2 separate regions of the Cyprinus carpio genome follow, and region 1 is linked to region 2. Evidence: chromatin contacts called from public Hi-C data. All regions are on one chromosome and are shown on one strand. The core of a region is the stretch at or near the end of the contact, and the rest is flanking DNA. Distances in the headings are between cores, read along the strand shown. Region 1 holds the start of LOC109064997 (protein YIPF5). Region 2 overlaps LOC109083789 (rho GTPase-activating protein 26-like).

Region 1 (6,287 bases), core at 2,607-5,106, 160 kb after region 2:
CGAATGACACCCCGGTCATGCTCATGAGGTTGAGCAGGCAGTACATGCCGAGGCACCCGATGGCACTGATACCATACACGTAACCGAACTGGATCTTACCCGTCTAAAACGAGGAAGAGAAACATCTTAACATTTAACTTTGTATTCTATCATTAATCATTCTGCTAGAATATACATTCATTAAAAAATATATATGCCTAAAAAAAAAATGAAAAATTTTAGGCTAGAGACATTCAAAACAGACATGTGTCTTACCAAGAGTAGCGTCGCCCCAAAGGCCAAACAGAACACCATGGGCCCAGCCAGGTCTGTTTCGTTCATTATACTGCCATCTGCTGCCTTCAGCGGGTGCAGCACAGTCAGAGTCTTCTGCCAGATGTGGTCAAAGTTGATCCCCAGCTCTAGAAAGTGAAAATACATTTTCCTGTTTTCTTACCCCACACAACTCACCACCAAATGGGGGTACATGAGGGAAGGCGATGTGAGTGGATAAAATGCTAATCATCAATCACACATTAAATGTGGTAGGTAAAATGATAAATGATAAAATTGATAGCCTGAATGCACTGTAAGTCGCTTTGGATAAAAGCGTCTGCTAAATGCATAAATTTAAATTTATTTTAAATGTAATTAATTTAATTTAAATGTAAAATTATGTTATGGGCACAATTTTATACTGGATACAGTTACATTATGGAAGCATCACATTATTCAAGATGGAACGAAAAGCCTCAATAAATAGCTGGATAATAAGAAAATAGTCAATTTTGTGACAAACATGCAAGAAGAAATTGTAAACAATAAAAATGTGTATAATCCTGGTTTATGAATTTTGATAGAAATACAAAGGAAAAATTCCCATAAAACGGTGTGTTTAAACCCCGCAAACAGTGCCATAGCTCATAGAATTCAGTTCTTGTCATGGGCACAAGAAGTCTGTTCCCTTCCTAAAACAAAACGGAACTGCGTGAAGCTACAACCGAGATTTGTGTGCACGGCTTGATATTTCAAAATCCACAAATTGCATGCAGTGATTCACAAATGGACAAGAAGCAATCTGCAAATGCATGCTAAAATGCACAATTAATTCATTAATTGTGAATTCATTTTTTGAAACACCCAACACATACTTGTGAAAACTCATTCTTTTCATTTGTGACTGTTAGATATTTGTGAATCATGCAATGTAATTATTTATTTGGAACAAATGTAGTCCCATATCTGATAAAACAGATGATATAATTTCTTGTTTCATGCTTTCCCCCTACATGTACCTGACTTTGATTCACATTTTAATATCACTTTAACTGCTTCACTGCATTTTTTAGTTTGATAATGAGATAATAGTGGTTAACAATGATGCTTGTCTTAGTGAGCACCACTAATAAGGCAGAACATTAGAATAATAGGACAGAATTGAAGTTGAACACTGCTGCACAACATGATAAATGCACTTCTGATTCAGGATGACAACAGTGACCAGCAGTAATCAGTTAAGTGGCTTTCTCTGCATCTCTCTGACTGATGACTGCTGGTCCATTTTAAGCACAGCTCTGGGGTAAGAAGGTTTCACAAGGACTACTTAACCTCAGTATGCAGGGACACATACGTGGTTTGCACTGAACACAGCCCCAGGTGACACTTTTCAGTATGCAGGGACACATACGTGGTTTGCACTGAACACAGCCCCAGGTGACACTTTTAGTTTAGTTTTAGGTTTTATAATAAAGATGGTTGGTTAAAGTAAAATTGAATTGATTGGTTATTTAAGATAAGATGAATTTAGGAAATGGAATTTTTAAAGATGCAAATACACTATTGCAGGGATAGGCAACTTCGGTCCTGGAGGGCCAATGGCAAGTTTTTTAAACACACCTGAACAAATCAGTGTTTTTCGAGATTACTAGATAGATACAGGCAGGTTATTTTATGAGGGCTGAAGCTAATACTCTGCAGGATAGTGGCCCTCAGGACCGGAGGACTTAATACACTATTGGATGAGAACTGAACTGAGCTGGATGATGGCATTACTCTTTTCTTCTCTGCGTTATAGATAAATTCAAATAATTCCATAATTGATGACCTTTACACAGTTATTAAACTGACCTGAATCAACAATGAACTGACTTAAACAGAAAAATTGACTGTTTACTACAGTCCTCTTTTTAGAGCTGCTTCACAGCAGAACTGAATTATGTTTGCATTACCGAAACACTATTTGTAAAACTTCTTTGACAACATCTGTATTGTATAAAGCACTATATAAATAAAGGTGACTCGCTGCCTTTAAGCTTAGTCTCCGTCTCTTACCTTCCAGCAGCGGGGGCTCATCCTCAAAGCTGCTACCGTACATGGACTGTGGGGAGACTGGCGTAAAGGCTGGCGTGGGCTGGTAGATCTGCCCCATGTAAGGCTGCTGGGGCTGCATCATTCCCGGAGGCGCCGAGTAGCCCATCGGCTGGGAGTACTCATACTGTCTATCAGATGCAATAAAAGATTTATCGTCATACTTAGGTGACAGACATATTCTCACACTCAACATCTAGGGCCTACAGAAGCTAGGATATAAATAAGGCTACTGCAAACATGAAATAAGTATACACTGATTTGCATGCATTACGATATACTGATTACTCTCTAAAGCTCTGTATACTATCAACCAGCAATATATTTAATGTTGGATATATATATGCATCTCCAACTTTATGCACAGACAAACAGTATACTCGCTGCTCTGAAACAAATGAAAAATGCTATACATATAAAATTGACTTGACTTATTAAATAGTGCTGTGTATTAATAACAGCAGGACTTTGTGCAAGGCTCAGGCCTACTTGCTGTACGGGTCATTTGGGTCGCTGTAGCCATATCCTCCTTGGTTCTGATCGTCCACACTGTAACTAGACTGGAAAAAGTCTGTGTTGTCAAACCCCGACATTGCAAACAGCCTGGAAGGAATTAAATAGAAAAATAAGCCAGAGATGGACATTAGAGGTTATTAAAACTTACTGGTATCTAACAGTATCAAAGCCAAGACCGTTATTTGGCGGGAGATTTTAGTTTGAACAGCAGTGTATTTTTTAGAATGTTATTTAAAATCACACATTCGAATGTTACTGTAACAATTAAGGATTAAAGCAAGCAATTTATATTTCTTAATAAGAACTGATAGATGATATTAAAGAATCAAACACAAATGATCAGTGACTCCAAACAGATACAAAACTGTACCATGGTAAAGAGATAGAAACAGATTTCAATACCATGATACTGAAAGCTTACAAATGCTATGGTACTACCATGCATTACGTTACATCACTGTGATATTGCTATGTATGTCCACAGCACATATACAAAGAAACATGATATATATTTAAAAAGAAAACGAAGTTCAAAAATTAACCACGATATTATTTTATTTATTTATTTATTTTATTTTTTGTCAGAGGAACACTGTATATATTACAGATAAGGCTGTATGTTAGTTAAAGTCAATGCCGCACTAATTCTCTTTGCCATATTTGCAGAAGTCACACATATTTGCAGTGGTTTCAGCACGAATGTTGGTTTTGTTTGGGTTCAGTTAGCACAGCTCCGCTGAAGCACTGCATCGACTCACTCAGTCACTGTCAGCAAAAACTAATGAAGTGCTGGACGAAAATCTTATATATGTTTGATGGATGGATTATGTATGTATATGGTGGGAGATTCTGAAGTTTTACTTACACCGTTAACCGCCCGAGACTCCGCCAACGCCGCTAACTACGTGTCAAGAAATAGCAGCAGAATTTCCGGGTCATGGGGCGATGACGTCACTGGGTTAGATTAGGCTGCGGGAAACTGACGTGCGCCCTCTGTGTGAGGATGCGCTCACTGCACACAGAGACATTTACAGTTTTTTTTTTATACACATCATAAAACCAGTTTCTCATTCTTTTGAACAAGTTGCGATTGCTTTTGTACATTCATGCAATTGATTATGCACATTTATCTGCGGTTTCCTACATTATCAGTTGCTAATGTCATGTTGCTCAAAATGTATTTTATTGGTTTCTGTGCAATAGTCTTACCCCTCAAAACATCTAGTCTTTAGTTCATTATTATTATTGGACTTTTTGTAAACTTGACATGAATTGTGCAAGTGAATCTTGACTGATGAAGAGAATGTAGATCAACCAATGATAAAGACGAAATAGCTCAAAGGTTCATCTCATGAATCTTCAGTTGGAAAGCATATACTGTATAGACAGAGGACAAAACAAGAGTTACAAATTCTGACAGTTGACTTATTTTTTATTTTCATCTTTGTGCCCATGTTTCTTTTTCCATTTCTATATCACAATGACATTGTAAAGGTTTTTTTTTGTTTTTTGTTTTTTTTTTTGTTTTTTTTTTGGTCAGACCACAAGTAAAAGTCTAACTAGGAATACTATCCAGTCTCTTACAGTCAATATCCCACACACAGTAATGTGTAAATTTGTACTTCTGTAATGGATATATACTGTAGCATACATAAGCATATACTGTTCAATACAGTAACTGTCCATATAGTTTACCAAAACACTAATAAGTGCACTGTTAACATGACTAAGCATTTTGACTATCTTGTTTCTGTACAATGACACAAGGACTGGTCATTCTGATGGCACTGATATGTTCATTGACATAAATACTTGATTTTGAGAGATGAACTAAAGATTTTGAGTAAGTTACAGGCTTTTGCAGGTAATCCATTGTGTGTCTGTTTGTCCGAATTGTTTTGAGAAATGCAACCATCTTCTTTGCAATATAAGGATGATTCTACCAAATAATGCACATACTTCTTTGCAAATATTAAGGATGATTCGAGAAATGCACCAAATATCTCTAAAAAATGTTTTTATTTTATTATCAGGAGACAAGCAGTTCTATTTGAATGTAAGTCATTCACACACACACACGCACACACACACACACACACACACACACACACACACACACACACACACACACACACACACACACACACACACACACACACACACACACACACACACACACACACACAGCTTTTGTGTGGATACAGCTTGTCACATTATAGCCTACTGTAAAGTGACTGCTTGTCTCCTAACATTCAACATTTGCCATTAGACAATCATTTTTGGAGTGGGCTATATTTAGGGTCTCCTACAAAAATTAGAAGAGAAGTCCGAACTACCCATTCATTTAGCCTGTGTGATATCTGCAATTGGTGAATAAATCTGCAAATTGTCTGAATAAAGTACCCATAAAAAGATGCATTTTGCATGATGACACTGTCATTATGTAACTTTGTAGGCTAAACAGAAAACTAATTCATTAACTTCCTGCGGAATTTCTAATGATTTTTTTATGGCAGATTTTGATTTATGAAATAAGGACTGCGGTTTACATCTACAATATCAATTACAAATAACATTTCATTTAATAATTTCATGATCATTATCCCCCCCCCCCCCCCCATATTTTGTTGTTTTTTTTGTTGAACAGTTCGTACCATTTTGTTATGTAACTGCCACATTGTATGCTGGAGCATATGATAAATGATTCATACATGTAACACGCTTTAGACCAGGAGCACATTCATATTTTGACAGACTTATACGATTTTATGAATATTTCATTATTATTATTATTTTATGTTTGTGGATCACATAGTGAATCACAATGAAACTTCAAACATAATGTGTACTTAAAAAAAAAAAAAGTATTAGTTGTCCTGCTCCTTAAGCGTGTTGCATGTATGAATCATTAATCATCTGCTCCAGCATACAATGTGATGGCAGTTACACAAAGCAGACAGGGATGTTTTGGTGTCAAGAGAAACTAAAAATAAATCTCTGCTGGGAAATCATTATTATTACTGTGCAAGAATAATAGAGGTTATATGAGAGGAGTGATTGTTTTATTATACAGGGAGAGATTAGGAAAGGCTCGATTCACTAGAAAGTTTATGTAACAGACATAAAGCACCATAATGGTGCAGGTGGAAAGCAGTGATTATGCTGTGGTTGAGACTCAGGGCTGGTAACACAAAAGTCCCATCATTGTTATGAGTGGAGTCATTACAGAAATCCACAGTCGCACAGATATACACCCTCAAGTTACTCCAGGGGGACAGAGCATCTACTAAAACGAAAAGTAAGCATAAAACAGATAAACAGACATTTTCTACACTTCTACATTTAGATCTGCATATATATATATATATATATATATATATATATATATATATATATATATATATATATATATATATATAAACAAC
Region 2 (6,036 bases), core at 2,961-5,460:
CCTTTAAAATAAAAATACACTAAATCATACCGTAAACCAAATCGATGGTGTTAAAGGAAAGAGAAAGTGAGATAAAAATGCATTTGCTTGAGCAAACTTGCCATTTTACCTTATTTTATAACTTTTATCGAACCATGTTTCATGAGGTTCATAGGTGAGTTTTTTTGATTGCAAATGCAATTCTGTACCAGGTGAGTTACCAAGCAGGTTTACTAATGAGTGATATGCATTGAAATTGAGATTAATATGTGATATCCATATTAAAAGAAATTGGTTTAGAAATCATGCACTATGCTAAAGGTATTTTAAGGTGATAGCATAGTATTGTGCAAAGACATGGCACGAAAATGAGTCCTTGTTAATTGATTTTCTGGTAATCATAATTGTGTAAAAAGGAATAAAATTTTTTGGTGTTTTACTGCCTCCAGTGTTCAAAATTCAGCTGGAATCTGCACTGTGTTGAACATATAGTTACGTATTTAAAATTTTGTAGAGGATTTGTGATTTTCATGGCTATTAAGAAATGAATAAGAACCAAAGATTATGTTTATCTGTCTTTTTCTTACATGGCTCCCTGTTTTGTACCAAATCAGGTTCCTTCGTGTCCACATGGGTGAAGTACTACTGCATCTATCAACGAGAGCCCAAACGCATGACCATGATGCTGTTTGATCAGAAGTCTGGGGGCAAAAATGTAAGTGGTTCTTTTTTCTCTTTCTTTGTCACATACAATTCCTCTCGTGCCCTTTCACTCAACAGTATGTGTAACCTTTGGATTGGAGAGTGGATGCTGGCACAGGCCACAAGTTTGTTCCCCATGCTGACAAGACTCTGATCTTGGCACGAGAAGATGCGTATTGCATCGTTGAGCTGGCACCAGTGTCGGCACCTGGCTCTGTGCCCTTCTCACTCTACACTGCCACACACGCAGGGTCAGTAGCACGACTCTCGCACCAGGGACTGCATTCCTCCTGATTACATTCCGACCACACACTACCACCCCGCTGCTAAACACACAAACCTGCCAATCGCAGAAACAGAAAACATGTTTTATTGTGATAATAGATTGAATACAGAGTTATATTGTTTCATGGTTTGCATGGTTTATGTTATTGCTAACATATATACAAGGACATGCTCAATCTGTTGGAACAAAAACATTTTAATGTAATGTAAATTTCCAACTTAAAAAAAAAAAAATCTTCTGATTCTTGAGTTGGAACCGTTTCACAGCAAAATGCAAATCTGGGACGCTTTATTCAGTGATGGGCTTCACTCGGCATTCGCTAAAACCAGCAGTTCATACTTACTTGCTGGCAACCCGCCAATGTAAAAGCTTACTGATTTTAGGTTTGAAAATGCTGAAAATTCATATAAAAAAATAAAAAAAGAAGAAAAATGGTAAATGTAAATATTGTGTACTATAGAATAATTGTATTTTTTTTATTTTTTTAACTCTCACTGTGTTTTTTTAAATATTATTGTTTTGTGACATTTTTTTTTTTTTTTTTATAAAGAGAAATATTATTGTGATATAGTGTAATAATACTATTATTACTATTATTAATTAGTTTAGTTTTTTTAATAGTTATATTTAATGGGTCACACTATGTGTAAAAAACGTATGTGCACCCCCTATGTACACACACACACACACACACACATATATATGTGACCCTGGACCACAAAACCAGTCTTAAGTCGCTGAGGTATATTTTTATCAATAGCCATAAATACATTTTATGGGTCAAAATTATTGATTTTTCTTTTATGCCAAAAATCATTAGGATGTTAAGTAAAGGTCATGTTTCATGAAGATATTTTGTAAATTTTCTACTGTAAATATATATCAAAACCTTTTATATCAATACAAATTTTTGATTAGTAATGTGCATTACATATTACCATACATCAATGTAAAGCTTATTTATTTAGCTTTCAGATGATAAATTTCATTTTGTGGTCCAGAGTCACATATATATATTGTCCCAGCTTAATAAAGATTAACAAAAAACATTCTATACATCATAAAAGTTTTCACATTTTTCATTTATTATTCTGTTTTTCTTTCAACCCAATGTTTATGTATTACATCTTTGACATGTCAGTTACAACAGTCATTTCAGCTCATCCTTCAGTTGGTTAAAATGAATATGTTTACAGTAAATAGATTTATACTGGAGGCTTAGCAGACTAATGGTCCAGAGGGATTACACGCAGGAATTACAAACTCAAATTTTTAAACACACAGTGGAAACCAATTATCAGATAACAAATTGACTGCCTCTCCGCTAATCTTTTAACATATTTTCATGAGTGAGATATATAAACTGATCAACCACAACATTAAAGGGATACTCCACCCAAAAATGAAATTTTTGTCATTAATCACTTACCCCCGTGATGTCTTTAAACTTTTATGGACCTTGATGCTGTTATTTACTTGGCAGTCAATGGGACAGTCACAGTTTTCATCCAAAATATCTCAAATTGTGTTCCGAAGACGAACAAAGCTTTTACGGGTTTGGATCAACATGGGGGTAAGTGATTAATGACAAAATTTGTATTTTGGGGTGGAGCATCCCTTTAAAACCACTGACAGGTGAAGTGTATAACACTGGGTCACACTTTAGCTTGGGGACCAAGTCTCAATAATTAGTAAGGTAGTTGTAAAATCTATGTAGGTATGGGGCAGGATTAAGGGATCTAAAATATGGTAATGCAGAATAAGGCATTAATATGTGCTTTATACGTACTAGTAAACAGTCAGTATGCTAGTAATATGCATGCTAATAAACTAGTTAATAGTGAGAATTGGTCCCTAAACCAAAGTGTAACCATCAGTCCTTGAATTTCGTGTTTTGGAAGCAGGAAAAATGGTCAAGCAAAAAGATCTGACTTCAACAAGGGCCAAACAGTGATGGCTAAATGACTGAGTGCATCTCTAAAACGGCAAGTCTAGCCCATATGGTCCAATCAAACAGAAGATTTGCTGAAAGACTTCCAAACACACGGTGCTTCACAGTTTGCTGTGTATGGGGTTGCGTAGCCGCAGAGTGCCCATGATGACCCCCTGTCCACTGCCGAAAACACCTACAAATGGGCACGTGAGCATCAGAACTGGACCATGGAGCAATGGAAGAATGCCTGGTCTGATGAATCACATTTTCTTTTAGATGAGGTGGATGGACGTGTGTGTGTGCATCGTTTAATATGGGAAGAGATGGCAGCAGGAATCAGGATGCATATGTGAAGTAGCACAAAGGATGTGGGATGTGTTATGCACCAAAGTGTGGTACTTCGGGTATTAATACATGAAAACCTGAATGCTTTTATAACTGAAAACATGACTTTGTTCCAAATGGTACACTTACTGTGTACATGCAGTCTTGCAGATTTATTGTGCACTAGACCACAGAGTCCCATTTGTCAGTTTTGGTTCCATGTGAGTACTCACAGGCACCCTTGTTTCACCTTTCGAGACATTGCACTCTGTAAGCGTGCACAGTTTGTTTAGTACCCAGTCCCGGCGCTAGACACCTTATGCTGACACCTTTTCTGCAATGTGAAGAGAGTAAAAAAAAAATCGAGAGAAGTCACTCCGCAGAGTGGCGTGATAGATACAATTAGACTGTAAGTGAAGATTACACTGAAGGAGAGAACGACAGCACTCTGGTAATGAACTCCAGAGGCATGTGTGTAATGTGTTGCTAGTCGGCAAAGGAGTTGTGAAGTGTTGGAATAAAAATAGCTGACCGCATTTGAACACCCATTCCATGGCCACACTTGCAAGAAGATAGGAAGTAAGCTGACACCTTATTATTCATTTATATAATCATTTATGTGATGACAGTGTAGTTGGTAAATATAGACCATCTAGTCACATTTTCCTGTCGGCCGTCCAGGCTCACATAAAAATCGAATAAGTGAAACACTGAAAATTGTTGGGCCTATAGTAAACCATGTTTTTCTTTACAGGGAGACGAGGAAAGCTTTACGCTCAAATCTTGCACCAGAAGGAAAACAGACTCCATTGAGAAGAGGTTCTGTTTTGACATTGAAGCTGTGGACCGGTGAGTTGACTGTGTGCATACCTGCCACCAGATGGCACTTAACATCCACGTAACATTCAGCGGGAGACACACTTCCTGGCTGCTGCTCAGGAAATGGGGTGGAGATTTGAACTAGGTCCATCAGGCATGAAGAGAGTACAGCTTCGGCCTGTCAAAACTGTTGCAGTAACTAGCAGTGTTGCCAAGTCCACGGTTTTCCCGCAGAATTGGGCTACTTTAACACTGTTACATGTTTGTTTTTTTATGTCCACGGGTTGAAAAAACCCCAATAACGTGATATTTAGCCCCTAAAATGTGAATTTTATCAGGGGAACTCCACCAAAAACTTGTATTTTGACCGATTTGAATGCGGTTTTTACCGGGGGATCCCCCCCGAAACGTGACTGGACTAGTTTTGGGCTAGGTTTTGTTGTGAAAACCTGGTAACTAGGAGGGGAGAGATATAGTGGCCATCTTATGTGTTGTAGACAGAGGAAGGGAGCCGATTACATTACACTTAACCTATATGCCAAAAGATGCACTATAAGCCCTGATGACACAATGTTGTAATGCTGGGTTTACATCACGCTTTGCACATTACAATATATACATATATATTAGTCAATATTTTAGTCTTGCTTCCCAGCAAGATTGTGTCACATAATAAGATTTATCTCCAGAGAATATCTTGAATTAATATTTTTTCTTTCAACACTAAGATTTACATTTTAAGCATAAACCATACTAAATTCTGTTAAATTTGCATTTAAAACAAGTAGGGTAAGAGAAATCATTTTAATTCAGGATATACATTGTTGGTCAAAAGTTTACCAAGACTGTGTTTATTAAAAAAGTGATAGAAAAGACATTAATAATATTACAAAAAAAGGTTTCTATTTCAAATAAATATTTTTCTTTTGAACTGTCTTTTCATCAAAGAATTCTTAAAATCTATAATGACTGATAATAAGCACCAAATCAGCTTATTAGAACGATTTCTGAAGGATCATGTGACACTAAAGTCTTATGTAATGGATGCTAAACATTCAGTTTTGCATCACAGGAATAAAATACATTTTAAAACATATTAAAATAAAACCTTTATTTAAAAAAGAATAAATAAAAAGTTATTTTAAATTGTAATAATATTTCAAAATATTAAATTTTTACTGTATTTTTATCAAACAAATGCAGCCAAAACATTTCAAAGTCCTAATTATTCAACACTTTTGACCAGTGGTGTATAATTTCAGAAAGTTTTCATTTATGTAGTTTTAGTTCTCAAAATATATTGTTTTATTTATTTTTTACATTTTAATTTTACTGAAAACAAGAAAAATCCTACTTTTATACACCTGATACAAAGCAAATTCACACATGGTTCGAAATCCTTTTAAAAATTCTTCTTAATGAAAATTTAGCAGGATTTTCAGAAAATATGTCTCAGAATAAAGGGTCACATTCAGATTCAGGTGTTTTAAGTATGTATGTCACAACATTAGATATAATGTGCAGTACACTAAACATTCTATATAGTGTTTTTAATTTTTTTTTTTTTTACATGTTTTCAGGTGAAAATATTTATACAAAACAAGAAAATAATCACATTTAGACAAAATACTCATTAAGAATAGGGTAATTCTATGAAGTGTCTATAGCTGTGAGTGTATTCACTCATTTTACTTTTTTTTTATTTAGTGAGTGACAATTTCAGACACTGCATGCACATGGAAGTGTATAATACATCAATGCCTTTGTGGCTTATGTTGCCGTATGATTCAGTGTCGATTTGTCATGATAAAGTTGGAAAATACCTAGTTAATTATTCACAAATGTATTTTCCACAAAACATGTTGCAATTTTGCAATAGCCTCCTTCTTTTGCCCTCCACAGCAGCAGTGTACTATCACACTGTAAATCTATCAGACTTTCCTGTGCACAAACTCAATTAAACATCCCCAGTTTTATAACCATAACTCTTCCT

The links. A called contact is a pair of places that touch in the nucleus more often than the background predicts.
Region 1: a Hi-C map of skeletal muscle shows a contact between it and region 2, with 2.7 times the contacts expected there. The contact joins the promoter of LOC109064997 here to the enhancer-like site in region 2. A contact is called at or near these places in 3 of 8 Hi-C or Micro-C datasets (liver and skeletal muscle).

The regions. Positions count from the first base shown.
Region 1 is chrA21:23,254,363-23,260,649 of ASM1834038v1, forward strand. LOC109064997 (protein YIPF5) reads right to left here and starts at 3,857. Exons shown (of 6, transcript XM_042711355.1): 1 at 3,728-3,857; 2 at 2,836-2,949; 3 at 2,311-2,477; 4 at 256-401; 5 at 1-103. The coding sequence starts at 2,939. LOC122134717 (a long non-coding RNA gene) reads left to right here and starts at 1,508. Exons shown (of 2, transcript XR_006153066.1): 1 at 1,508-1,635; 2 at 1,693-1,726.
Region 2 is chrA21:23,098,276-23,104,311 of ASM1834038v1, forward strand. It overlaps LOC109083789 (rho GTPase-activating protein 26-like), which reads left to right. Exons shown (of 26, transcript XM_042711352.1): 9 at 594-694; 10 at 3,979-4,073. Among protein-coding and RNA genes, the nearest start is that of LOC109083789, 43 kb to the left of the region's middle. Within about 2 kb of position 4,211, at least 2 of the 8 cell types and tissues checked have an H3K27ac peak or open chromatin away from gene starts, as enhancers often do. A contact at or near this core is called in skeletal muscle, where this site is marked.